Regions from separate parts of the Mus musculus genome. Here regions 1, 2 and 3 are each linked to region 4. The links are chromatin contacts, called in public Hi-C and HiChIP or PLAC-seq maps. All regions are on one chromosome and are shown on one strand. Each heading gives the region's core, a stretch centred on a gene start, on an enhancer-like site or on the middle of the called end of the contact. The rest is flanking DNA. Distances are from core to core; before and after follow the strand shown.

Evidence for each region. A called contact is a pair of places that touch in the nucleus more often than the background predicts. HiChIP or PLAC-seq counts read pairs in DNA pulled down with a chosen protein or histone mark.
Region 1: a contact with region 4 is called in an HNF4G HiChIP or PLAC-seq map of pancreatic cancer cells. The contact joins the promoter of Kif21b here to the promoter of Pkp1 in region 4. A contact is called at or near these places in 1 of 115 datasets of contacts at active chromatin or transcription factors (pancreatic cancer cells) and 1 of 9 other capture datasets (adipose tissue).
Region 2: a contact with region 4 is called in a FOXA1 HiChIP or PLAC-seq map of pancreatic cancer cells. The contact joins the promoter of Csrp1 here to the promoter of Pkp1 in region 4. A contact is called at or near these places in 4 of 39 promoter capture datasets (the 3T3-L1 cell line, embryonic stem cells, hippocampal neurons and 1 more), 1 of 484 Hi-C or Micro-C datasets (the G1E-ER4 cell line) and 1 of 115 datasets of contacts at active chromatin or transcription factors (pancreatic cancer cells).
Region 3: a contact with region 4 is called in a Hi-C map of epidermal suprabasal cells, with 2.0 times the contacts expected there. The contact joins the promoter of Phlda3 here to the promoter of Pkp1 in region 4. A contact is called at or near these places in 2 of 484 Hi-C or Micro-C datasets (embryonic stem cells and epidermal suprabasal cells) and 3 of 115 datasets of contacts at active chromatin or transcription factors (embryonic stem cells and pancreatic cancer cells).

The regions. Positions count from the first base shown.
Region 1 is chr1:136,126,759-136,132,814 of GRCm38.p6, forward strand. It overlaps Kif21b (kinesin family member 21B), which reads left to right and starts at 4,632. Exons shown (of 35, transcript NM_001039472.2): 1 at 4,632-5,004. The coding sequence starts at 4,964. It overlaps Gm15850 (predicted gene 15850), which reads right to left and starts at 4,425. Exons shown (of 3, transcript NR_046170.1): 1 at 4,263-4,425; 2 at 2,635-2,747; 3 at 961-1,025.
Region 2 is chr1:135,727,847-135,734,049 of GRCm38.p6, forward strand. It overlaps Csrp1 (cysteine and glycine-rich protein 1), which reads left to right and starts at 1,321. Exons shown (of 6, transcript NM_007791.6): 1 at 1,321-1,428.
Region 3 is chr1:135,761,912-135,767,942 of GRCm38.p6, forward strand. Phlda3 (pleckstrin homology like domain, family A, member 3) reads left to right here and starts at 4,174. Exons shown (of 2, transcript NM_013750.2): 1 at 4,174-4,983. The coding sequence starts at 4,538. The coding sequence ends at 4,915.
Region 4 is chr1:135,916,988-135,922,719 of GRCm38.p6, forward strand. Pkp1 (plakophilin 1) reads right to left here and starts at 2,220. Exons shown (of 14, transcript NM_019645.3): 1 at 1,824-2,220. The coding sequence starts at 2,025.

The DNA of each region.
Region 1 (6,056 bases), core at 3,382-5,881, 210 kb after region 4:
CGGCCCCTCACTAATGACACCTCATCTTCACAACCTTGTTCTTGCTCACTCCTGAGAGTCCCTCTCCATCTTTTTTTGTAAACCTACCCCTCTGGCCAGACAGAGGTAGAGTCTATTGGAGAAAAGATGGAGAACCCGCAAACAATGTGAAGGACTGAAATCTACTTTGAGGCAAGCACTGGGTGGAATTCTTGATGTGCATCCTCCCTCCCCCCATTGCAACTCCATGATGGTCCTGAGATGAGGACGTGCTCCGTCTCGCTTTGGGATGTGGGAGCTGATGCTGGGCTCGGTTACATCACCGACTTGGGGTTACACAGCTCATCATGTGGATGTGAGTTCTGGATGTGAGCCCAGACCTCCGTGACTCAGAAGATCACAACTCAGCCTCTGGACTGCCTTTCGTTATTTCACTCAGACCAAAGTTTTGTCAGGACTATAAACGCATGACAGGCTGATTTCAGATGTTTAGCCTTGGGGTCTTATCATGCTGCCAGGGGCAGCACAGCAACCGAACTTCCAGTCTTGCAGCTCAGCCCCTGCTTTACCATCCTATGCAACTTCGGACAAATCTCTTTCCCTCTTGGGGCCTCAGTTTCTTCATTCAAAAATAAGATGGCTGAATAATGTGACCTGGGGGGTTCTTTTTGAGTCTAGATGTTGATATGGAGACTGGTGACCATGAGAATGGCCACATCGATACTGTTAGCAGGCACAGCAGAGTAGAAGGGTGGGTAAAGTTACCATGTTTAAGAACCATGTACAGTCAGGTGGTGGTGCTGCATGCTTTTAACCACAGGCTTCAGGAGGCAGAGGCAGGTAGATCTTTGAGTTCAACCCCAGCCTGGTATACAGAGAGACTTTCAGAGTAGCCAGGGCAAAACAGAGAGATCCTGTTTCAAAAAACCAAAACAATCAAACAAAAAGAAACATGTACAATGGGTGTGCCTATGATCCCAGTTCTCTGGATGCTGAGGCAGGAGGATCATGAGTTTTAGTGGTAGCATGTGCTTCACAGAAAGACTCTGCTTTAAGAAGAAAAAAATAGAATGAAGGAGAGAGAGAGAGAGAGAGAGAGAGAGAGAGAGAGAGAGAGAGAGAGAGAGAGAGAGAGAGAGAGAGAGAGAATGTTTGAGGTTACATAGAGTATTAATTAAATCCTAATTATTATTTGAAGCCAAAAATAGAGTTTGTTTTAGGAGTGATGGATGTTTGAAATCCATGGGCAGCTCTCTGCCTTCCTTGCTATTTATAACAGTCTCTGGTTTCCTCTGTGGCCAAGTCTGTCTCCTTCTAAACACAGGAAGTGAGGCTCAGTTCACGTCTGCACTCAGATCTCCTGAGTCTGCAGCTCAATGGATCTTTTTTTGGGGTCCTGAGCTTCTTGCGGGTGGGAAGCGCTGGGCCCTGCTTCTGGCTGGACATTGGAGGTTGGAGCTGGACATCTGCTAAAGGACACTGTTATAGGATAGACTGAGGCCTGCTCCCACAGATCCAAGCGCAGATGCTGGGGTGGGCCTGGGGTTAGAACTCGAGGTCTTGAGCTCTGTATCCACCACCACCATTTTACACTAAGGCTTATTTAGATTTTGCAATGCTGTTCCTGAAGGAGGGGGTAGGGGACACAGAAAGAAGACACAAGTTCAGACCTCCTTTGGGGACATTCCTGGTACCTATAGGAATCCCTTCCATGTTTTTATCTGTTCCCATAGCACTGCTGTTAAAAAAGTGGAATGTGTCTAAGAGAGCTCAGGCCAGATGGCTGCCCCAAGTCACTGCTGGAGTATTTTAACTACAGTTGCGTGGGAGCTTCCTGATTTGGAGGGGGCTCCCCACACCTCCCCGAGGTTCCCATCTGCCCAGACGCCCACAGCTCCTGTCAGGAAAAATGATGGAGGACCCAAGATGCCTGGGGGAAGGAACTCAACTCAGAATAGAAGTTGAGACTTATAGTCGAGTCCAGTTAGGGGCTTAGCCTTTTCCCCACCCGTGTGTGTGTGTGTGTGTGTGTGTGTGTGTGTGTGTGTGTGTGTATGCATGTGCAGCATTGAGGGCTGCAGGCAGTAGCTGATCCTGAGAAAAATGGGTGTGAGCCTCTGTGTGTGTGTATGTGTGTGTGTGTGTGTGTGTGTGAGAGAGAGTGTGTAAAACATTGAGGGCTACATGCAGTAGCTGATCCTGAGAAATTGTGTGTGTGTGTGTGTGTGTGTGTGTGTGTGTGTGTGTGTGTGTGTAGCACTGAGGGCTCCATGCAGTAGCTGATCCTGAGAAACATCAAGGTTCATTAAGAAGAGCAGCTGGGCAGAGGTGGGAACACAGCAAAGAAGCAGTGGTTATTGACGCTGGAGAGAGCTCAGAGAGGGCAGAGACTGTCTTAGTCTTTCCCTGAACTAATCTAAATCTCTCCAAATGGCAGCTTAAGCCTCCTTCTCAGCTTGGATCCCCACATGACCTCAGCCCCGTTAGTCCCTCACTCCTGAACAGAAGAGCCCAGGAGTCAGGGTCTGGACCTCAGCCACCCAGCTCCTGCTTGCTAACCCCAGAGGGAGCTGCTGGGGTGGCTGGGGCAACTGGAACCTTGAAACCCTAATGGCTAGGAGGCCTGAGTCCGCAGCCATGGGCCTCCTTGCTTACCCTAGCTGCACACCCTGGATGTCAGGAGACACAGAGAGGAAAGCTCTGGTGGCATTTCCCAGCAGCGGAGCTCTGAGTCAGAAGGTCACCTACTGCTGGAAGTCTGAGCAGACCTATGGCAAACAGGAAGCTAGAGTTAAGTACCAAAGAAGTCCAGGGATGGGAGGGAGGGGGAACAGTTTAGGTAAAAACACATTATCTTTCAGGAGAGCTAAGCCTGTTGCTTGTGGCACCCCCGGGCAAAGCTGGGCCAATCCAGCTCCCTTCCCCACAGGCACGCCCTTAGAGGAATCCCTTAGAGGAATCGGGACGCCTAGAACCACTTGCAGAAGTCCAGATCTTCTGTGTGTTGCTTATGAGACTATTTCCCCACTTGCAAAATTGGGGGTAGGGGAGAAGGCTAGAACCTGGCTCATAAGGTTAGGAGAACAAACAAGAACAAAAGCACCAAGTACCTCCCCGTGTAAGCACCGCTCAGCTCTCCACATCCTCCTTTTGTTAGAAGACAGGGAGCAGCGTCCCAATTTCCCAACACTGTCTCTTGCTCTAAGGAATTTGATTCACTGGCTTTGGGTTTCAGATGCTAATATTAATAAAATATATAGGATCCCACCAGGACCCCTTACACACCACCATCACCACTACCTCTCTGGGGCTCTGGCTCTCCTCCTGTTTGCTACGAGGGTAGGAAGAATGAGCTGACCTAACTTTCACATTTTCCCTTAAAACTATTCCAAACAGGCACCTGGGTTCCCGAGTGGAGCAGTCACAGATGGGGGTGGGGAGTGGGGAATGATGGCACCAAGAAGTGGATCCTCAGGACCCTAACGTACATCCCAGCCAAGACGTCTCACAGGGTTTCATCATCTGAGGCTGATGCAAGAAGCTTGGAGCCAGACTCCCCTGCCTCCCCTCCCCCAGAGGTCTCCATCCACATCTTGAGCTGCAGCTGGGTCCTCCTCTTGGGCCTTTTCCAGAGGAAGGAGCTGGGTGAAGCCTGGGAAGGGAGGGCAGCTGGTGAGGGGCCCTGTGAATGGTCCTAATGTTGGTTGTTGGGGGGCAGGGAGAAGAGTGGGGCTGGGAGGGTGCAGGGGTGAACTGGAATGGGACTTGACTTCACATTACTGGTCTCCTTTCTCATAGCCCTGTGTTGAAAAGTCTCCTGGGCTAATCCTTTATATACATTTCTGATGGCAGCGCTGGCCTCCTTTGCCTTCTAGCTTCTCCCAGGTATCTGGAGTCAAGTGCTTCTTTGTTCCTACTACTTCCCAGGCAGATCTGGCCTCCCACATCGACTCCCCCACACACAACCCGCCCCCCCCCCCCACTGTCACAAAGAGTGTGAACCAGGCCCTGTGGGTCATAAAGGTTAGTGGGACCCTGGTTTAGTGAGGAGAACCTGAGCCAGTCAGCCATCAAAGCAAACTATGAGCTTAAAGATGTTGCAGAGTGGAGGTGGGGAAATTTACTTCCACATCAACAAGAATCCCCTTCAATAAAGGTTGGCGGATTTACCGAAATAAATGCAGAAGGGACACTTCGCTGACTCTTTCAAATTGCAAATTGCTCATCTCTATGAGATGCTTTGAGGTGCAGCACACCGCCCAGCCCAGAGACCAGGTTCTTACCCATGCCTAGCCACAGACTCGCTGTATGACCTTGGGGTGTTCCTCTTTGAGTCCCGTTCCTCATTTAGGAAAGGAAGATCCCACTGAGACTGAGGTACCATGACTTCGAGGGCCGTGGTTCCCGAATGGTCAACTTCCCAGGGACGAGTCCATCATGCCACTCCCGCTTTCACTCCCAAGCCCTCCAATCCTACCCCGCCCCTCCCAGCCACCCGATGGACGGGAGCCAAGAGGTCTCTTTAAAGGCTCAAGTCCCGCCTCTGCTGCTCGTTGGGGCCTTCTATTGGCGGCCTCTGGGAGGGGCGGGGCCCTGCGCGGCTCTGAGGGGCTGGGGGTGGGTCCTGAGGTGGCTCGGCCCCCGCCCCCTTTGTTCGCGCTGCGGCGGGAGGTGGCGGTCCGGGTGGGAGGTGTGTGCGCGCGCGTGTGCCGCGCTGTAGGGAGCTGCGGGTCTCACTGCCCGCTGTCAACGAGCTCAGCACCTCCGCGCGATGGCTGGAGGAGACGCATGGGACCAGCCCCGTGGGGCCGGCCGCGGCTGAGCCCCTCTGCCGCCTCCTGCGAGCATGTCACCTCCAGCCTACGAGGTCGCTTTCGCTAGCAGGGTCCCTGCCTCCGCCTTCTGCAGCCGCAGCCGCTGCCTGGAGCAGTGGCCCCCGGACCCCCGCCCCTGATCCGCGCCCAGACCCTGGTGCCGGAGGACCATGGCTGGCCAGGGCGACTGCTGCGTCAAAGTGGCCGTCAGGTAAGGGTCGATGGCGGGGAAGGGGCGTGCGAGGAGGGGTTCGAGCTTTGTCTCGCGTGTTCTCGGGCGGGGGGCGCGGGCACCGCTCGAGCTGGAGTCTGCAGTCCAGGAGGAGGGGCCGACGCGCGCTGGCCCGGCTGCCGCAGGGGAGCGGCGGCCCAGCGGACTGATGGAAGGTGGCTTTGTTTGGGTGGTAATTTCTGGCCCCTCTTGGGAGCACTTAATGATCAGAAAATCGAATAAACAAGGAAATCCGGTATTTCACACCCAGCTTTGGCCCAGGCCGGAGCGTCTGTGTGTTTCCTCTTGTCCTCCCCATGAGGCTGCTGTCTCATTCTGGGGTATAGGAGGGAATCCCCCCTCCCCCCATCTACCCCAGTTAGCCAGTTCTACGCTCTTGATCCAGCTCACCATCCTGGGAGCGGATACAACAGACAAAGATCGGTTGTGGGACCCATGAAAGGGTTGGAATGGTGCCTTGGCTTTCCACGGGGTGCCAATGGCTTTTGGAGAAAGCCCTGCTGGTCCTGCCCCAAGAGGAGATGGTGCTAGGGAGGAAGAAAAAGGTGTATCCGAGGGACTAATCCAGAAGGGGTGAAAGGGGTGACAGGACCCTAATGCTACATTCACAGGCACAAAGGTGAAACTGAGCAGGGGGGAAGGGCCCCTAGATTTATCTGGATTCCCATTCCCGATATCTGTAGGTATTAGAAGTAATCTGGCAGACATTAAGAGGAAAGAGGACGGGACTTAGTGGGTTCTTTTCCTAGGGGCACACAGGTGCAGGGACAGGAAATGCTACAAAGTTGAACTCTCTGTTCTTTGCAGAGAGTGAAGATGCCTCCCACCAGCTCTCCCGACTGTGTTTTGTGGTCTTCTCTTTAAGAAGAACATAGTGGGAGAGTAGCAATGTGAGTGAGCTGGTCACCAACTCACAGATGCACTGAGGAACATACATCTCTGGTTCTGGCCTTATAGAGTGGGGGAGGGGAGCAGTCAAATTCTAGGGTAGGTCCTTGAGACAAGTGTTCAAATCCCCTGGGTCAGAGATG
Region 2 (6,203 bases), core at 71-2,570, 190 kb before region 4:
GTGCTTGGTGAGAATAATGTAATTCAGCCAGCAATGATAATAATGATCCAACCTGCAGTGATGACGGCAGTCCTCAAGTCCTTTTGATCTTGTAATAGTAAAGAATAATGATGGTGGGAACTAGCTCTTTTAATCTTAACGTCACAGGGAAAACTCTGAGTTCAAGGCCATTCTGGTCTACATAGTGAGTTCCAGGCCAGCCAGGGATACACAGTGAGCCTCTGTCTCAAACAAAATAAAAACAAAAACAACTTTACAGAACACAACAAATAACAGTAATTATCCTATGAAATAGAAGAGGGCCTCCTTTGAGGCTCTAACACTCCCACCCATAGCCCCTGTTACTAGGAACATAGTTTTCCTTGCAGATTCTTCACTTCGTTAGGTCCCAAGGAAAGTGTTGTGCTTCTTGCTTGGAGCTGTTTGTACCCATAGTGAAAATGGGCTGGGCTGGAGACATGGCTCAGTGGTTAAGAGCACAGACTGCTCTTCCAGATGCCCTCTTCTGGTGTGTCTAAAGACAGCGACAATGTATCCACATACATGGAATAAATTAAAAAGAAGGAAAGAAAGAAAGTGGGCCTTCCGTTTTAAGTCCCAGGGGCATCAGTTCACCTCTAGGATTGGATTTCTGGACAGGCTGCTCTGCGGACTGGGAGCAGGTGGGCCCAGTAACACATATTGTTAATCACCCCAGAGGCAGTTTTCAGTGGCTTGAGACTGTGTTTGTCATTCTGTAGGTTAGCCCAGAGGAAGATCCACTCAGGAGCGGTAGAATGATCTCTTGTGGGTGGCAGGGAGATGGGGAAAGCAGAGGGACAAGAGCCCCTGGAGGAGGGCAGCTAGGCTAAGTGCTCCCGGGTGTTATAGTATCTCATCCCCCATCACATCTCGGTGGCACATAGCCCTTTTACTGATGAACCTAAAGCCAGCTGTCTGGCAGAAGTAAGTCACAGGAAGTGGGGCCTTGCTTGTCTTATTCTGGAGTGCAAGTTAGTCCCCTTAACATTGTGCCATCGGAACCCGAAAATTTAAGGACCTTCACTCTCTTCCCTAGGGGGCCCAAGTTTATCTTTAGTCTGATCTCACAGTTAGGTCTCCGCTTTCCCACATGGCAGACCAGGAACCTCTTAACCCCATCCCTCACCTCTGTGTAAAGATTTGCCCCCAGAGATCGCCATAGGGTGCAAAGAGAAGTCACGGCTGGGGCGGCAGCCACGCCCGGGCTCCCGACCCTAGGTTTTGGATGGGGGAGGGGACAGCTTCTCCGTGACATCAGCCCTGTTGTGGTGCAGTGTGCAAAGCCTACTGGTTGGCGTGGCGCGGGAAACGCCTTCCGGAGGGGGAAACAAAACGGCGCGCACTCCGGCGCAGCCAGTCACCGCTTCCCTGAGAGCTGTCGCCCGTGCGCCTCCCAGCAGCTGCCAGGTGAGTGTTACCCCGGGTGGTCCGCCTCGGGTCCCCGCAACTGCCGGAGCGCCTGGGTCGCACCCTGCGCCTATTGGTTTTTCCGGTCCTGTCGCAGCCCTGTCGCTTGCAAGAAAAGTTTGTAGGAAGAGTGATCCCAAGAGGGAGGTGGTGGGAAGTGGCTAGAGTTAGCTCGGCAGTGTTTCCCTTTCCTGAAAACTCTGGGTCCCTCCCCATCCCGGGGCTTCCAGGGCAGCTGACTTTCGCGTGCTCTAGACCCAGGGTGACCCTGCCCCCCACCGCCTGCAGGTCCTACAGAACAATCAGCGATTCTGTGGGCCACTGACACTCATTGTAAAGCTGAGGGATGAGGACATCCGTGCCACCCCTTTCCTCTCTCTCTTTTCCTGAGAGAAAGTGCCCGCGAGTGTGTGTGTGTGTGTGTGTGTGTGTGTGTGTGTGTGTGTGTGCATCTGGCTTGGTAGCCCCAGAGTGCAGGTATGAGTTTTCTTTTTTCCTGAAAGAACCAGATGGAAAAGAAAGTCTTGGTGGCAGGTGAGGACTACTGAGATCTCAAAGAGCCAGCAGGGGAGTAGAAAGGGCCTGAGAGCGAGTTGCAGTGTCAGCCAACAAGCTGTTATCTATCTGACAGGTGTTTCATCCAAGTGGCACAGGTCTGGGTCTATTCTGCATGTGCTGCTGTGATCCGTCAGAGCAAGGGTCTAGACTGGGAGCAAGTACTTGATGTCAGGACCATCCCACCCACTTGTCCCACCCACTTCTTACCTCCTGTGGTGCATGAATGGACGGGCCTCCCCACCTTGACAGGACACTGTAATGGGACACCATCACTGCATGCAAGCGGTTCACTTGCCTTTGGTGGGACATTTATCATGAGACTCTGGAATCTTGGTGACAGGGTTTCTGAAAGGCAAGCAGACTGAGTTTTGACTCAGATTTGACACTTAATACACGGATGACCTCGAACAAGTGACACAGCTCAGTTTTCTTCTGGGCCAGTACTTTTTGGAGCACATATTACACACACACACACACACACACACACACACACACACACACACACACACACACACCCTGGCATCCTGCAGAAGCTCAGAGGACTGGGGCTGTTAGTACAGTTGTCTCTGAGCTAGGTTGGGGATTTCCTTCAGGACTGGGCCCTAGGGCTTCCTCCCTGCCTTCTGATCCTCTCACCAGGCCTCTGCTTAGGAAGCCAGGCCTCTGTGTTGGGGAGAGGCTGGTCTGGGCACTGCCTAAGCCTCATTGGAGAATCCAGCTTGTCACTGCACAGAGAGACCCTTTGCCTTGGCAAGGATATCCGGGGTGGGACGGTCTGTCAGGGAAGTAAGTTTATCCTGCAGAGGGTGTGGTGTTGGCCTGAGGAGGTAGAGAGGAGAGCCATGCCCAAGGCTCAAATGCCGAGGGATTTGGGAGATTGTAGGAGAGAAACTGAAGGGCAGGTCTCCTGCTCTGTGATTACCTGCAGAGAAAATGTGAAAAAGCTGCCTCTGGCCTGCCCTAGCACCGGTCCAGGTGTTGTCTTTTGTAATTCACAGACTCCAGAACCAGTCTAGTCCTTCCTGGGTCAGAGTTGCAGGCTGAGAGGGTAATGTTTGCACTCGATCCATGGTAAATCAACACTGGGTGATTGAAGGTGGCTATGGTGGCACGTGACTGTAATCTGGCACTTGGGAGATGGTGGTGGGAGGATCACAAATTGGAGTCTAGCCTGAGCTAATATCTTAAAAAAAAAAAAAAGACAACAACCAGTCAAGAATCGAACACTGAGTGGATGAGTGGAGTCGTAAATAATCACCAACCTGTTTTTCCATGACTTCAGTGTTTACAGGTTTTTATTCACTGTGGGTCTCCTGGTGGAGAAAGCGAGTTGGGGAAGAAGTCTTCTGGTGAGCCCCAAGGTTCATTTATGCAAGCAGGGCTCACTGGGCAAGGTTGACTTGCTAGAAGCCTGAAGGAGGCATGGATTAAGTCCAAAGAGATGTTAGCGACAAAAAGCCCCCACCCCACCCATTCAGTTGTTTGGCATTAAGCAGGCACATTGGCAAATCCTTAGAGGCACCAGACTGATTTCGATGGCCTTTCCAAACGATTATATATAGTAAGCAAGTGCTGTGCTTGCTGCGTGCCAGGTGGGGCTCAATCCTCCACCTGTGTTGTCTATTCTGAGGAAGGGGCTGACGTTGGCTGTTGGTACAGATGAAGCCACTCAGCAGTGATAAGGAATAAGACAGCAACTGGTCCCAAGGAGCTGTTCAAACACAAGCCTTCTGCTCCCACAACCCGCCTGCGGGTTTTTCTTTGCTCCTTCACACTTCCGCATTCCAGGTCACCTAAGGAAATGGAGTCATTACTGAAGACCACTCTGTGGTGACTTGATATGTAAAAGCAGATAGGGCTTCTATGGGTTTAACGTGGAAGGGGTCATCTTTAGATTGCCTGACTTCCAGGTTTCCAATCTGCTAGGTGGCTGAGGGTCCAGGGAGTCCCACGAGTCACTTTCCAGGCTTACTTTCGTGCCCCCTGATATGTGTCTGTGTTTTGGAGTCATGTTTTCAGGAAAGAAAAAAAAGAATCCTGGAAAAGAGGCAGCCAGCGTGGGGGCCCTCTGTAAGAGCTGTTGCTTGAGGAACCAGAGGTAGCCTGAGTCCTGCCAGGAGCTCACCTACTGTTTCCAGTTGTTAGGATTGTATATGGTAATGACATGGCTTGGACTACGTCGCTCCCCAGGAATTTGTCTGACGTCAGTGTGGAGTAATTCCCATGTATGGTAAAGTGTGTAAATACGAGGCAGCTAGTGTTTCCAGACTCTGGTATTTCCAGAGCTGTCCAAAGCTGTGCCTGAGGAAGAAATAGAAGGCTCACAGCTGCAGTGCAGCCCAGCCGGCAAGCTGGTCCTCACCCCAGGGGGTCTGGGTGTTCTTCATGTGACGGGAGGGGGGGGGACCTACATGAGCTGAGTCTCTCTGAGATGTCAGCTGCGAGCAATGTATTTACAAGGCGAAGGCTCTCCGTTGTTTTCTCTCTTTTAAAAATTCATCAGAATCATTCAGACTTTTCTGTCCAACACAGGGCACAAACAGCTGGCTCTGCTCTCAACGTCATTCCAGACAAAGAGCGGATTCAATTTGATCATAACTTAATTATAAGGTTTCTTGTACTCATTTAGAAATACTTAAGGAAGTCTAGGGCTGGATGTGGCCCAGCTGTAGAGTCTGCATTTAGTCATGGGTCCCTGTTTCCATCTGCACACATGGTAATCAGATTTCTGAACTCCAAAGGTAGAGAGCTGGGGATGGGGAGTGGGGGTTCTGGAGGTGGGGGGTGGGAGAGCAAGATCTTAGTTACAGTCAAGTTCTGGGGGACATGGGACCTGGAGTAGTGACAGCTCAGGGAGGTCTGACTGACTTCTCAGAGGGGAACCACATGTGAAGGGCTAATAGTCCTGTAAAGCTGAGACTGAGCTCATTTTTTGGGGGTGCCTCTCTTCTACCAGGGACCTTTATCTTCAGGGTAGGTCTGCTTCTTGGGTACTCAGGCGTCACACCAAAGATTCAGGCTTCATGGGCTCTGAACTTGTGCCACCTTCCCTCTGACTCTGTCCTGGCTGCTCTCTGGGCATAGGGGCGTGGAGGCAGAGACAGCCACAGGGCTGGAAAGGTTGACGACACTTTTGTCTACCTGGCAGGTTCCAGAGAGCTCAGAGAACTTCTAGCAGCTCAGTTCTACCCAGATAAATACCTAACAGGTCTCTACCAGACCAAGAAGGCGGGGACTTGAGCCCTGAGCCTGTCAAGCCCTCTTTCACTGGAGGGAACAGGGATTATGGAGTGTGGGGATGGGGTTTTTCCACTGGAGAAGATGTGAGGTGGCTTGTCAAGTGTTTGACGGGGCAGGCTCTTCTTGGGCACAGGTGGCTGGCAGGCTTAGAACCCAGGTGGTTCTTTTGACCTGAAACATGACCGACTGAATCCATCCATCACCTCTGTCAGGTTTAGAATGCATGTGAGAGTCTATGCCTCGTACCTACACCAGGCCCACCCGCTCCTCTACTGCTATAAAGGTCACCATCTTACATCCTTTTAAGACTGAGCCTCTGTATAGCCGGGCATGAGCCGATTGGCTGAACAGCAGGCTTGAGTTCGTCTGTCTAAGGAGGGGGGGCCATTGCCTTCCAGCCTCTACTTAGCCCTGAGGAGCTTGACATTTCAAGTAAACGGCTGATGGGACGTACCCAGCCATTCGATAGAAAATTCAGATTTTATTCTCTTTTGGGATTATCAAGACAGTTAACTAGGACGAACAGAACAAAGTCAGCGAGTCCCAAAGGGAACAGGACTCTCTGAATGAACCCTCTGTGGAAAATGCAATCACAGAAGACAGTGGTGAGCCCTCCTTGTTATTTTCAGATATGTGAAGCCCTTAGATGTCCTAGACTCAATGGTAATCCTCCTGCCTCTCTTCCCCAAGTGCTGAGGTTATACACATGTGCTCCTTTGCCCAACAGCAATGATTTGTTCACCTAGGGCCATATACCAGAAAGTCTGAAGAAAGATCTAGGTCCTTGATGGGAGCTGCAGGTGGCCAGGGGGTACTGGAGAACTAGACTCTAAGGAAATAGCTTGTCATAGACTCATCCAGCTTGGTTGGCAGGCAGGTCAGGGGATCCTTGTCCCTTCTTGGCATGTTGCATCTTAAGTCTTGCTTCTTCCAGACATAGATCAGTAGGGAAGGAAAGTGGTCAGGCATTTGTCCCC
Region 3 (6,031 bases), core at 2,924-5,423, 150 kb before region 4:
ATGAGACACATTGAGACACGCTGTCACTATGTAATCCTGGCCAGTACAGAACTCACTGTATAGCCCAACCTGGTTGAAGATCTTGACTCTCCTGCCTCAGCCTCCTGTGTGCTGGGACTACAGATGTCAACTGCTAGGTCTAGCCAGCTTCCATAATATTTTAGGTGATATACGTAGACCTCTTTTAATTGGTTCCTTAGCTTTCAGCAGCATCACCCTGTTCCATCTCCCCCTTTATTTTTAGCTATATTTTTCTGTTTTGCCCACTCATAAGTAAATGTTTACCGAGGCCGGCCTGGGGTGGTGGTGCACACTTCCAGCTCTTGGGAGGCAGAGGAAGACAGAGTTCGAGGCCAGCTTGGCCTACAGAGCAAGTTCCAGGACAGCCAAGGCTACAGAGAAACCCTGTCTTGACAAACAAAACAAACAAACAAACAAACAAACAAACAAACAAAAAGTGTTTACTGTGAGCCAAACAGCATCTGATACTGGAGCTATGAGGATGAAGAAGATTGGGAACTCTTGCTGGCATAAAGCCTATATTTTAGGACAGGACAAACAGTAGTCAAATAGGAAACATAGAGCTGAGAGGGTGATGCAAGTGGAGCAGAGAGGGGGACATGGTGTGTCTGTGGGGAGCGGGTAGAAGGTTGAAGCAGGGTATTGGGGAAAATCTCATGAAAAAGGTAAGAAGATAAAGAACAAAGAACTGCGGGAGGTTGTAATGCTCCCTTCAGTCAGAATGCAAAGTGCAAATATCATGAGGAAGGGGGTTGAGGTTAGAATCTAGAGCAGGTCCCAGACCAGCAGTCCCAGAGGGCCTTGCCGGCATGTTGCTGCGTTCATCTTACTCGTCACTCTTGTGGATCCTGGGCAAAGTGTATCATCATTTTACATAGTTGACTTTTTTTTTCTTTTGAGACAGGGTCTTACTATGTAGCTCAACCCAGCCTAGATGTAGACCAGACTAGCCTCAAACTTGTGGCAGTCCTCCTGCCTCTGGAGTGCTGGGATTATAGGTGTGTATTATTATGCTGGATTAGTTTAAAATTTAATATTAATATATTTTATTTTTGAAAATTTGTTTACATTTATTTTAGACAAGAAAAACCTTGATTTTTTTTTTTTTTTTTACCCTCCATCCCCCTAGACAAAGTTTCTCTGTGTAGCCCTGGCTGTCCTGAAACTTGCTTTGTAGACCAGGTTGGCCCGAAACTCAGAGATTTGCCTGCCTCTACCTGCTGGGTGCTGGACTGAAGGCGTGCACCACCACTGCTTCAGCCTTGCCTGTTTTATCCTTTTGCTTTTATTTGTAGTTATTACAGCTCTGCATCCCTCTGCCACGTTCTACACTGTCGATAAAATTATCTTTACTGCTGTTCCTTTGTCTAGCAATGTATTACTCCCTGGCTTAATTTCTTCAAGTAAATGTTTAAAACAATAGCTCTAGGGCTGGAGAGAATACTCCACTGGAGAGCTGGCTCAGCTGAGTACTGACTGTTCTTCCACAGGACCTGAGTTCAATTCCCAGCACCCACGTGGTAGCTCACAAATACAGATATAAATGTAGGCAAAGCACCAAAGCACATAAAATAAAAATAAATGATTAAAAAGATAAATCCAGTTACTTTGTTGGTTGGTTGGCTGACTGTGGCTCTTCACCCAGCTGTGCGTGTCCCTCCGCGTGGTCTCTTCCGTCCTTACAGTAAGTAGAATGTAGAATGGGACATTCATAGCTAGAGACATTCTTGGCTCACTCCCTGCCCCCTCCTCAGGGCATTTTGAGTCAGCCCCAAACAGCTGGACTCAGCTTGCCTGACAGGGCAGATCAGCTTTCTATTTGGTAGGGGGAAGGGGAGGTGGCAGCTCTGAGTTGCTACAGGGGACATTCTGTCCATCTGTCCCATGTGGGGTCAACAAGTCAGTAAGAGTCCAATCAGAGTCCCAGGACCCAACCTTCCTTCCCCGGGTCAGGGGCCTGGTTCCTGCTCCTGGTGTAGTAACCCTGATGGGGAGGCACGCTCTGCACCCTCTGCTCTTGGAAACTTGATCTCAATATTTAATTAGTACAACCCGGACCTGAGTCCCCCTCAGATAGGGCTTCCAGGAAAGAAGCCAGTCCTGGGGGGAACTGAATTATCTTTCCTAACCCCAGGAGGTCACGTGACTGCAGGGTCTCAAGATGACTCCTGGATTCCAAAGACTGACTCTGGCCATTGGGACAGCAGTAGAGGGGCCCAGAGCATGATGCTCCACGGAGTTTCCTCCTAGGCCCCTTTGCTCACTCTCTTTTTACCTGATGTCACCACCCTTTCCCTTCCTTTCTCCACCGCTTAGAAGCCTCTAACCCTCCAGCCAGTAAGGAAAGAGTGTGGGTGGCCATGTCATGTGTTACAAGGGCTCAGTGTTTATGGAGAGGCAGGGTGATGTCACCAGCAGATTCCAGGTCCTGTAAGCCACCAATACATTCATGCCCTAGACTCTCTGATTACAAAGCTGCAGGATCCCGGTTAAGTTGTTTGAGTTCTCTGCCTTGTTTTTTTTTTCCCTCATGAGAAAATGTGAGCAAAACACTATGCCCTATCTCTCATGAGAATTTAAAGCATGGGGGAGGGCTCTGTAAATTTTGTCTTGAGAATGATCCAGTAGTTATAGAAAGCATCAGTGAACGAGAAGGAAGCAGTAGAGATGGGCTCAATGGAGACACTCCTCCCGGTCCCACTCCCACCCCCATTTCCTAAAGGAGAGAGGGTTGGTTAAGGCAGGATTCTGCCAGGTTGGTCAACTCAGCAGTCCCTAGAAGAAGGCTGAGGGGAAAGCCACACCATAGTGGCTGGCCGACAAGTCCCTAAGGGCACTGTCTAATCTCTCTCCTGGAGTGGCATTGTGGGAGTTGGGAGCTGAGGGACAGGGAGAAGGTCAGAGGGAGGGACAGACAGGGCTCTGGATGGGAAACTGATGACTCTTTCTCTCCACAGCTGGCTTGGTTCTGCAGGGGAGGATACCCCCGGCTCACAACAGAATCCTCCCTGTGCCCGTTAGTTTTTCGACACCGAGGACCAAAACAGGAGGTGTGAGTACAAAGAGGTCTTCTTTCTGACTAATTATTTATCATTAGTCCCAGAACCTTTACGATTAACATGTCCATGAGTAGGTGTTTAAGAAACTTTGGCCTGGAGGGGTTGACCAAGAGGGCCAGATGAGGGAGGTCCTAGGAGAGACATCTTTCTCCGGCTTCTGACCTTATATGATGGAAGACATAGTAGGAAGAGAGAAATAACTGAGTTGGCAGATCTGTCCCGGGTCTTCACGAATGGTCACTAAGTTGCTCTTCGCAACAATCCTACCAGATCAGAATGGATTAGTTATCCCATTTGATACATGAAAGTATGGAATAAGGTTAGAGCCATTGGCCAGGTAGGAGAGGTTTGAAGTCAACTGAGAAAAGCCTGTCTCCCTTCAGCATAGTGTCCCAGGAGAAGCCCATTCTCTGCTGTGGACTCTGCAGAGAAGCCACAAGGCTGAGGGCTAACTGCAGTAGGCATGGTTGGGCTCCAAGTCAATGCTCTGTGAGACAACCCCACACCCACAGCACGTGTGTCTACTTCCCATTGATCCATCAGGATTTCTCTCTCCCCACTTTATACACACTATTTTCTAACGCCTACCTAAGTAGAGGCAGGGAAAGGTGGGAGAGTAGGTTGTCAGATCTGTGGCCAGCCTCCCTTGAGCCCAGCAGAGAGACATCTGCTGATGATGGTGGACAGACCCAACACTAGCTTTTGGCAGAGGCTGGGCGACCAGAACTCTCGTGCTCTGAGAAGCAGCGGGTATTTGACACCCACCCTGCCATGGTGCCACTGCGTTATCGTCAAGCCGGCCCCACCCCAGGCCAGCAATGACCTGGCTCCTCTAGGAGAGGATCCTCGGCCCTCCCCCACTTCTCCTCTTTCTCCTTCTGCTATGCCCCGGGTGTGAGGCCGGGGTGAACGGTTGAGGCTGGGGGTCGGGTGAGGGGCTCGGAGCGGTGTTTTAAGAAGGGGCAGCCCGCAGGCTATTGAGAAAGCAGCCCCCTCCCGGGCCCGCGCTGCTGATGGGTGTTGGAGCCCCACTGCAGCCCCGCCCCCCGGGGCCCTGTCCGGGCGGGTGCGCGGCGCAGAGGGGAGGGCCAGCGGGGCAGGAATGCGCGGCGGGCGGCGCAGGAGGCGAGCGGTGGAACATGTAAGGGCACATCCCGCCAGCAGCCGCCCAGCTCGCAGACGGAGCGCAGGGGAGCGGGCGTGCGGGCGGCGAGGCGCAGGGCACCGGGTAGAGGCTCGGGGAGGTCGAAGCGGCGCGCAGGGTTCCAAGCCGGCGGCGAGAGAGTAGCATCGCACGAGCCTCCCGGTACCCGCTGTCTGCGAGGCGGCCCGGGCCGCAGGCTCGACCGCACAGGGAGCAAGGCCAACCAGCTCCAGGGCGCGAGAAGCCGGCGCTGTAGAGCCGGGACAGCCGGGATCGCCGCAGCCTCCAGAGCTGTGGGAACCTCGGGGTGCCCATGACGGCGGCGGCGACCGTGCTGAAGGAGGGCGTGCTGGAGAAGCGCAGCGGCGGGCTGCTGCAGCTGTGGAAGCGGAAGCGCTGCGTGCTCACCGAGCGCGGGCTGCAGCTCTTCGAGGCCAAGGGCACGGGCGGCCGGCCCAAGGAGCTCAGCTTCGCCCGCATCAAAGCCGTGGAGTGCGTAGAGAGCACCGGGCGCCACATCTACTTCACGCTAGTGACCGAAGGCGGGGGCGAGATCGACTTCCGCTGCCCCCTCGAAGACCCTGGCTGGAACGCTCAGATCACCCTGGGCCTGGTCAAGTTCAAGAATCAACAGGCCATCCAGACTGTGCGGGCCCGGCAGAGTCTTGGGACTGGGACCCTTGTGTCCTAAACCATGAGGCGTATCATTTTATCGACATGCCCCCCCTCTCCCATCTCCGTGCCCAGAAGACATGTCAGGTGAGTCCCAGAGCACTGAATCCTCTCTCTTCTTCCTCCTCTGCTCTCTATAGAAAACCAGGGGCTTTGATTTCTATCCCAAAGCTGGACGATCCCAGAGAAGGTTGTTGGGACCAACAGAGCGTAGATCCGAAGAGAATGTGTTTTTGGAAGCCGGGCCTTTTGCCAAGTGAGCAGAGCAGGCCCTTTCCCTAGGGCACCAGGCAGGAGGGTCCTTAATGTAACCCAAGTGTCGGAGAGGAAGATGGGTGGGAGCACGGAGAGAGAGCACGGGTGGGATAGGCCTCCTCAGAGATTGGTTCACTCACCATAGGACTCCTGCGTTGTATGACTGTCTTCCAGAATGAATGCATGCTGGAGAATGTAAGTGTTGAACTGCGATGACAACTCACTACGGTGTAGTTATCGAAGGAGTTATAAGGGCTTGCGAACAAAACCATGCTGTCTTAGGTCCCTACGTGGGGCCTCAGTGGAAGGCTGGGCTGAGCCAATGGCTTCAAAAACTCATTCTTGATAATGGATCTGGGGCTCCAGGGCTGAGGTGTGGGAGCATAAAGGAGTGTGAGATGTGGAATGTGAGATGTGGCCGGGACATCATTGCAGGGATGATAGGCCTGGCCTATCCATGAGTGCTGGCCAAAGGCATGCTGGGCCAGAGGAGGAGAAGCTAGAAGAGGGATGGGTGGCTGAGAACAGGATGGGGCCATGCATCTCTATTCATGATGTCTTAATCCTCCTAAAGGCAGAAGGTGGGGGGTGGGGGGGTTGGTTTGTGGTTAGAATGGCTCAAGGGAGGGACCAAGAATAGAACCTAGAAGCCATGGCATTTAGCCGTGTGCCCTCTTCCCCAGATACTACTCCCTCCTCATGGGAATCAGAGCTGGGGTTTATATAATTCTGCCCTTAACTTCTCCAACGGAAGCTTTGGTCCCTCTGAACCCAGCTACACCACCCAAAGTACCTCATCCATCTCCTCTTCCATCTCCAGCAAACAGAGGTCAACTGAGCCTAGGGATTATCTGGTGTTCCAGCCCCTTTGAGACTCTGG
Region 4 (5,732 bases), core at 970-3,469:
CACCTGGATGAATCCCCTTGGGGGACCTTTGGTAGAGACATCATCAGATGGCTACCCACAAAGCCCAAGCTAGAAGCAGCACTTTGAGATGACAGATGTCAGGGAACGCCCTGATAGGTTAGGGAGAAGGGATGTTTGGGCCCTGAACCCAGGTTTGAGATTTTCCTGGCTCTAGGATCTGGAAGCTGAGACAGGTAGAGCAGGGGGGAGGGGGTGTGAAGAGGGGGGTGGGGGGTGGAAAGGGACAAGGTCAGGCATTAAGCAGAGAGGAGTGGGTGGCCTTAAGCTGTGCCCTGAGCTGTGGCTCCAGGAGGCCCTTTGTCACTGCAAACCTGCTTTCAAATGAAGCAGTGACAAAGGCGGTAAATAAAAGGGGAGTTAGGCAAGGGAGTGCGCATCTGTTAGGAGAGGTGCCAGGCGCCCAGACAGGGGCAAAGGGCACCGGGAGCAGCAGAGCTTTTTTGGTGTGGGAGGTGGCAGAGTGTGCCAACAGCCATTTTCTCTTCCTTAGTTCTACCAAGGGATCACTAGGGAACAGAGGAAAGAGGACACATGCCAGGGGCAGAGAGTGTGGGCCTGCTGACTCGCTGGAGGGGTGGCAGAAGTCTACTTCCTTTGTTTTTTCCTTGTCCCTTTACCCATCGCCCTCCCCCTCCCCCAACCAGGTCTCTATAAGCATGTTTGACCTGGACTTTTATTAGCATTTTACTCCATCTAGTTAAATAATAAAAACAAATACGTTCAAGTTTTGCTAATGATATTTGTTAAACAAAGGTTAGCATATTTCTTACTGGGAATCCTTTGTATGAAAATTTCACTCTAAAATTCCCACCTGTAACACCTTGTCAGGTGCACTTTCCACCTTCAGCTTCAGGGACCTGGTCCCTTTCTCCTGGCCTCCCCCAAACTGAGGCTTGTCACTCACACATCAGGGCCATCGGGGAGGACAGGACTGGAAGCCCAAACTCACTGTGAAGAGGGCTCAGTTGAGACTGGGAGTGGTGCCCCCCCAATCCATTTTGGTTCCGGTTTGACACTATTTTCTACTTAAGGTGGGTCAGGGGAAGGGGGCTCTGTATTAAGGATTAGAGAAAGAGAGTGAGCACTCACACCTCCTTCCTTGTTAACAGAGAACTGGCCCCATGATAGTCTTCTAGTCAGATTTGCATCTTTGGTTTGGTTAGAGACTCTATGTAAAATATCAAGGGATCCCAGGGACGTGTGTGTGTGTGTGTGTGTGTGTGTGTGTGTGTGTGTGTGTGTGTGTGTGTGTAGGGGGCGCTCCCTGACCCCCCCCCCAATTCCATAATGCCTCTCCTGAACCAAACTCCATCACAGTAATTGAGTCGCTCCCTTTCCTCCTTCAAACACCACCTTCACTAGGGTTATTGTCTCTCTCCTATTGGGCGCAAGCCGGTTTTGACGATTGCAAAGCCTGAGGAACATGAATGAGAGGATGTGGGGAGAGGTAGGCGAGAGCACCCGGGTCTGAAACTTTAGGACAGACACTTGAAGATAATCGGAGGCTGGTGCCCCTGAAGCAGGACTGGGAAAAGAGAGCCATCTGGATTCAGGAGTTAATCCCAGCTGTGTCCCCCAGTGAGCTACCCATCCTGACCCACAGCGTGCCATCAATCCCCAGCAGCAGGCTAGCTGGGGGCGGCCGGGTCCACCCTGTGGCAATGGCCTGACTGCTGAGATGTGGGCACTCTTCACAGACTCCGTCAAAGCGGGCTGACATTCAGTCCCCAACGGGGCGACGGAAGCGCATCGGGAGGGACGCACCGTCCCAAGGGCTCCGCGCGCAGCCCGCGCGCCTTTACCTCGGTTGGAGTGACTCAAGGTGGACGACTGGGAAGACTTGGACTTCTGCCGTTTGACGGTCATCATCACTTGCTCCTGCACGCGCTGCCTGCCCGACGTGCCGGTCTTCATCTTTTGGTCAGAGGGCAAAGCCAGCGTGGAGTTGTCCTGGTCCTGGAAGCATTCGTACGCCAGCGCGGTCTTGAGCGGAGAGTGGTTCATGGTGGCGGGAGGCGCGGGCCAGGGGAGCCGAGGGTGCGAGTGCGGGCCAGGGGAGCGAGAGTGCGAGCCGGGGTGCGAGCGAGCGCCTGTTCTCCTCTCAGCGGCTCCCTTTGGCCATAGAGCGCTGGTCCGCGTGAGGGCTCCCGGCTGCTGCTCCTGGCGCCTCCGCCCCGGCTCGTCCCTCAGTAGGCACTGGCCGGACCCGCCCTCCGTCAGACAGGATATACCACCCCTGCCCTGCGCCACCCACTCCGCAGGCCGCCGCTCAGACGCGAGCTGCAGGGCACTGTGGCTGCCAGGAGGGAGCTGGGGTGTGTGTGCTGGGCGGCGGGGAGTGCCCGGTGTGCAATGCTCCCAGGCTCGTCCTTCCTCTCCAGGTGACGTCCAGGGGAGACGCCCCTGGGTCCTGCTTCTGCTGCCTCCAGGAGAAAGTGCGTGCTCAGCTAAGGACCAACGGGGGACCTCTGTCGAGGAAAAGGGAGCTCTTCTAGCTCAGTTCCCCCTCTCCGCCTCCCCTCGCCCCCTAAAGCAAAGCGACCCTCAAGCATTGAGATCATGTCAGAGACCAGCCCTGTTCCTTGGGAGCTCTCAGGCTGATGGATGAGGGATCTTTTGCCACTGGCCAAAGAGAGTGCCTTTAGCTTGAAGGGAGTGAAGTCAGGGGCAGGGGCAAGGCAAGACTTAAAAAACAAAACAACCCACAAAGTAACACTCACTTGTGGATACACCCAACACAGAAATCCTGTCAATAATGGACCTTCTCTGAAAAGGCATGTACTACCCCCACACCAATGCCTGGCGTCCAATGAGAAGTTGAGATAAACACTAACTTGAAACCTACTCAGACCCTTACTGGAAAAACTCCCTACTATGTGCCAAGGACTGTGTGTGTTCTCTTCTATGTGCACACAACCTTGGGATGTGTGTGGGGATGTTTCAAGCATGTGGCACCCTCCTGAGCGATGGAGGGTGACACAGCAGTGCATTTGGTGTGTGACAGCAGCTGAGTCTTAAAAGCACTTTGATGGCAATCTTTCTTAAAGGCATCACACCCTGCTTTACCCACTGAAGCTATACTGGAAATATCTTATGCATTTCTTGATGCCTCGGGTTTCTGGTTCTGGGTGTCCATCACTGATGTGCGCAGCCGTGACATCTTGTCAGCTTAGGTTGAGGGTCTCAGTGACTGAATGCCGTTGGTTTTGCCTTCAGGTGTAGCTGTACCTTGTTGCCCACAGGAGTCCTCTTCTGCTTGCTCCTTTAATCTGCATAGAAATCACAAAGTAAGACTGGTTGCTACTTATGCACCAAGGAGACTGACTGCAACCCCGTGATGGTTGTCACCTCTCTTCCAGAGAGGTGGGTACCACATACAGGCAGCTCGGCTGTTCTCCAGACGTCAGTCACAGGAACCACCTGCACAGCAGATTGCTATAAAGCAGACCTTAGCTTCCTCTAGAAACAGTGCTATACTTGAGGGTTGTGTTCTTAAAACAAACAAACAAACAAACAAACAAACAAACAAACGAGACAGATGTGAGCCCAAACATGCCATTGTTGGTGACTAAAGTGAGACACCTTCAATCCATTATCACCACTCCACGTTTGAGAGTCTGCATCCAGCCACAGACTGCTGTACACATCACAGCCTGGCCCCACATGTTAATGGTAAGAAGAGAGGCAGCTTGTTCCCGGTAAGTGACAAAGCCTCTCTTCTAACCGGGCCTGGTGGCTCCTGGGCCACTGCTTCTCCTTCCCACTACCCAGCCTCTCTTAAAAGTCCTATAAAATAGGCATTAAATGCTGTACACATCGGTTCCATGAGGGCCCAAGTGTACTATAAAGTACACACAACAGCTTATAAAAATGCAACTCCATTATAGCATACGCTTGGACTACCGGAGACCTAACATGTTAGCCACAATAAACCTTAATTGAGTCTTTAAATAATGATAATTCTGCTATCTTCTGTAATACACAGGGCCCTGAAGCAGGTGATGGGGTAGCTCATATTCTTATGAAAATCAAGTCCGTGGAAGCCCAAACTGATTTCCTTTAAAAAACCGCTTCCGGGTGTAAAGTTCAATTTGTCTAGCTTCTGCTTTATGATTTGGATATTGACATTATTTTTTGTCGCACCAATAGCAATAGGAAGCATCTGCACTATGTTCCTACAAGCCTGTGCTTACAGTTGGGGCTATGGGTTCTCTTTATGTGGCCCATGCCACCCTTACAATGATCCTATGAACTTGGCACCATCACCATCACCATTTCTTTTCAGATTCGGAAACTGAGGCACTGTAAGTTTGGCAGAACAATTGGGTCCAGAATGTGGCAGTACTTGGCTGCTTCCTTAAGATTTCTTTATCAAGCAGTGGGCTCTGAACCCTTTCAACGCCTTGGGTATATATATATATGTGTGTGTGTGTGTGTGTGTGTGTGTGTGTGTGTGTGTGTATGTATGTGTGTGTGTATGTGTATATGTATGTGTGTGTATGTATATGTGTGTGTGTGTGTGTATGTATGTGTGTGTGTATGTGTATATGTATGTGTGTGTGTATGTATATGTGTGTGTGTGTGTGTGTATATGTGTGTGTGTGTGTGTGTGTGTGTGTGTGTGTGTGTGTAATATTGCATATACAGTTCCGGCACTGGGAAGTCAGGCATGCTTGTCACTATCCTCCCTTGTGTTGTGTCTTGCTGTCTCTGTGACATCCTCTGTCTCCTGCACCACATCTGTAAAGTGAGGGGCAGCTCTGATGGATCTTCATGGAGCTCTGGAGCTGTGATCTCATTGCGATGTTTATAGGGAAGGGAGATCTCAGGTGCTCTGTTCAGTGCTTGAAGTATGAGAGAGCCCTTAAGGTCTCACAGGGAGTTGAGCAGTGTTTCTTGCTTCTCCGGGCCCCCACTGCGCACAACAGCACATTCTCTTTTGAATGTCTTCTTTATCTGATCCCCAAGCCCCTAAACCACTCTGAAAGGTATTATTCTTCATGCTGCAAACACACTTAGAAGCTGAGCCAATGGTGACACCAAGGTCTCCTGTGCTATGAGAAAGGAGAAAGGAACGTTCTAGTCTCCCCCAGAGGACCAGAGGAAGGAGGAGTATTCATCTATTCCTGCCATCTCCCTTCCTCTTAGGTGAGGTCCTAGCTCAGCAGCTACACAGAAGAGAAGGGAGCCCTGCTAAGGTGCTGATTGGTGCTGGGGCGGCGCTGGGGCTCAAGCGAAGCTCTACAGCATACTTCCAGGAGACTGTTGAGCACGCATCTGGACGGTGAGAGAATTCTGATGGTCCATTTGAGTCTGGAAACTGAATGGTCTGTTCCTGGGAGAAATTTATCTTGACCTAATTATTAAACAGTACAAAAGCAGAATTGCATCCTCCAAGTTATTGAAAGAAATGAGTAAGAATGGGCCTCTAATTTTGTTTGCCACTTGCCTCCGGCATTAAACTGACCCAGATTGTGAACCTCAACACTCAAGACTCCCTCCCAGTCCTCATGAGAGCAGGACATCTTATGGCCTTGGGGGAATCTGAGTTCATTTAGGCAACAATTGTGTACTGCACAACCACTTAGTGTGTGATGGGGAAGCCCCAGCAATGGAGGATGGCCCAGGGAAGGCTCGGAGGTTTCTTGGGATCTCGCTACTTTTAACAGGGATAGGTGCAGCGTCTGCCTACTTGGATTCAGCCATACTGG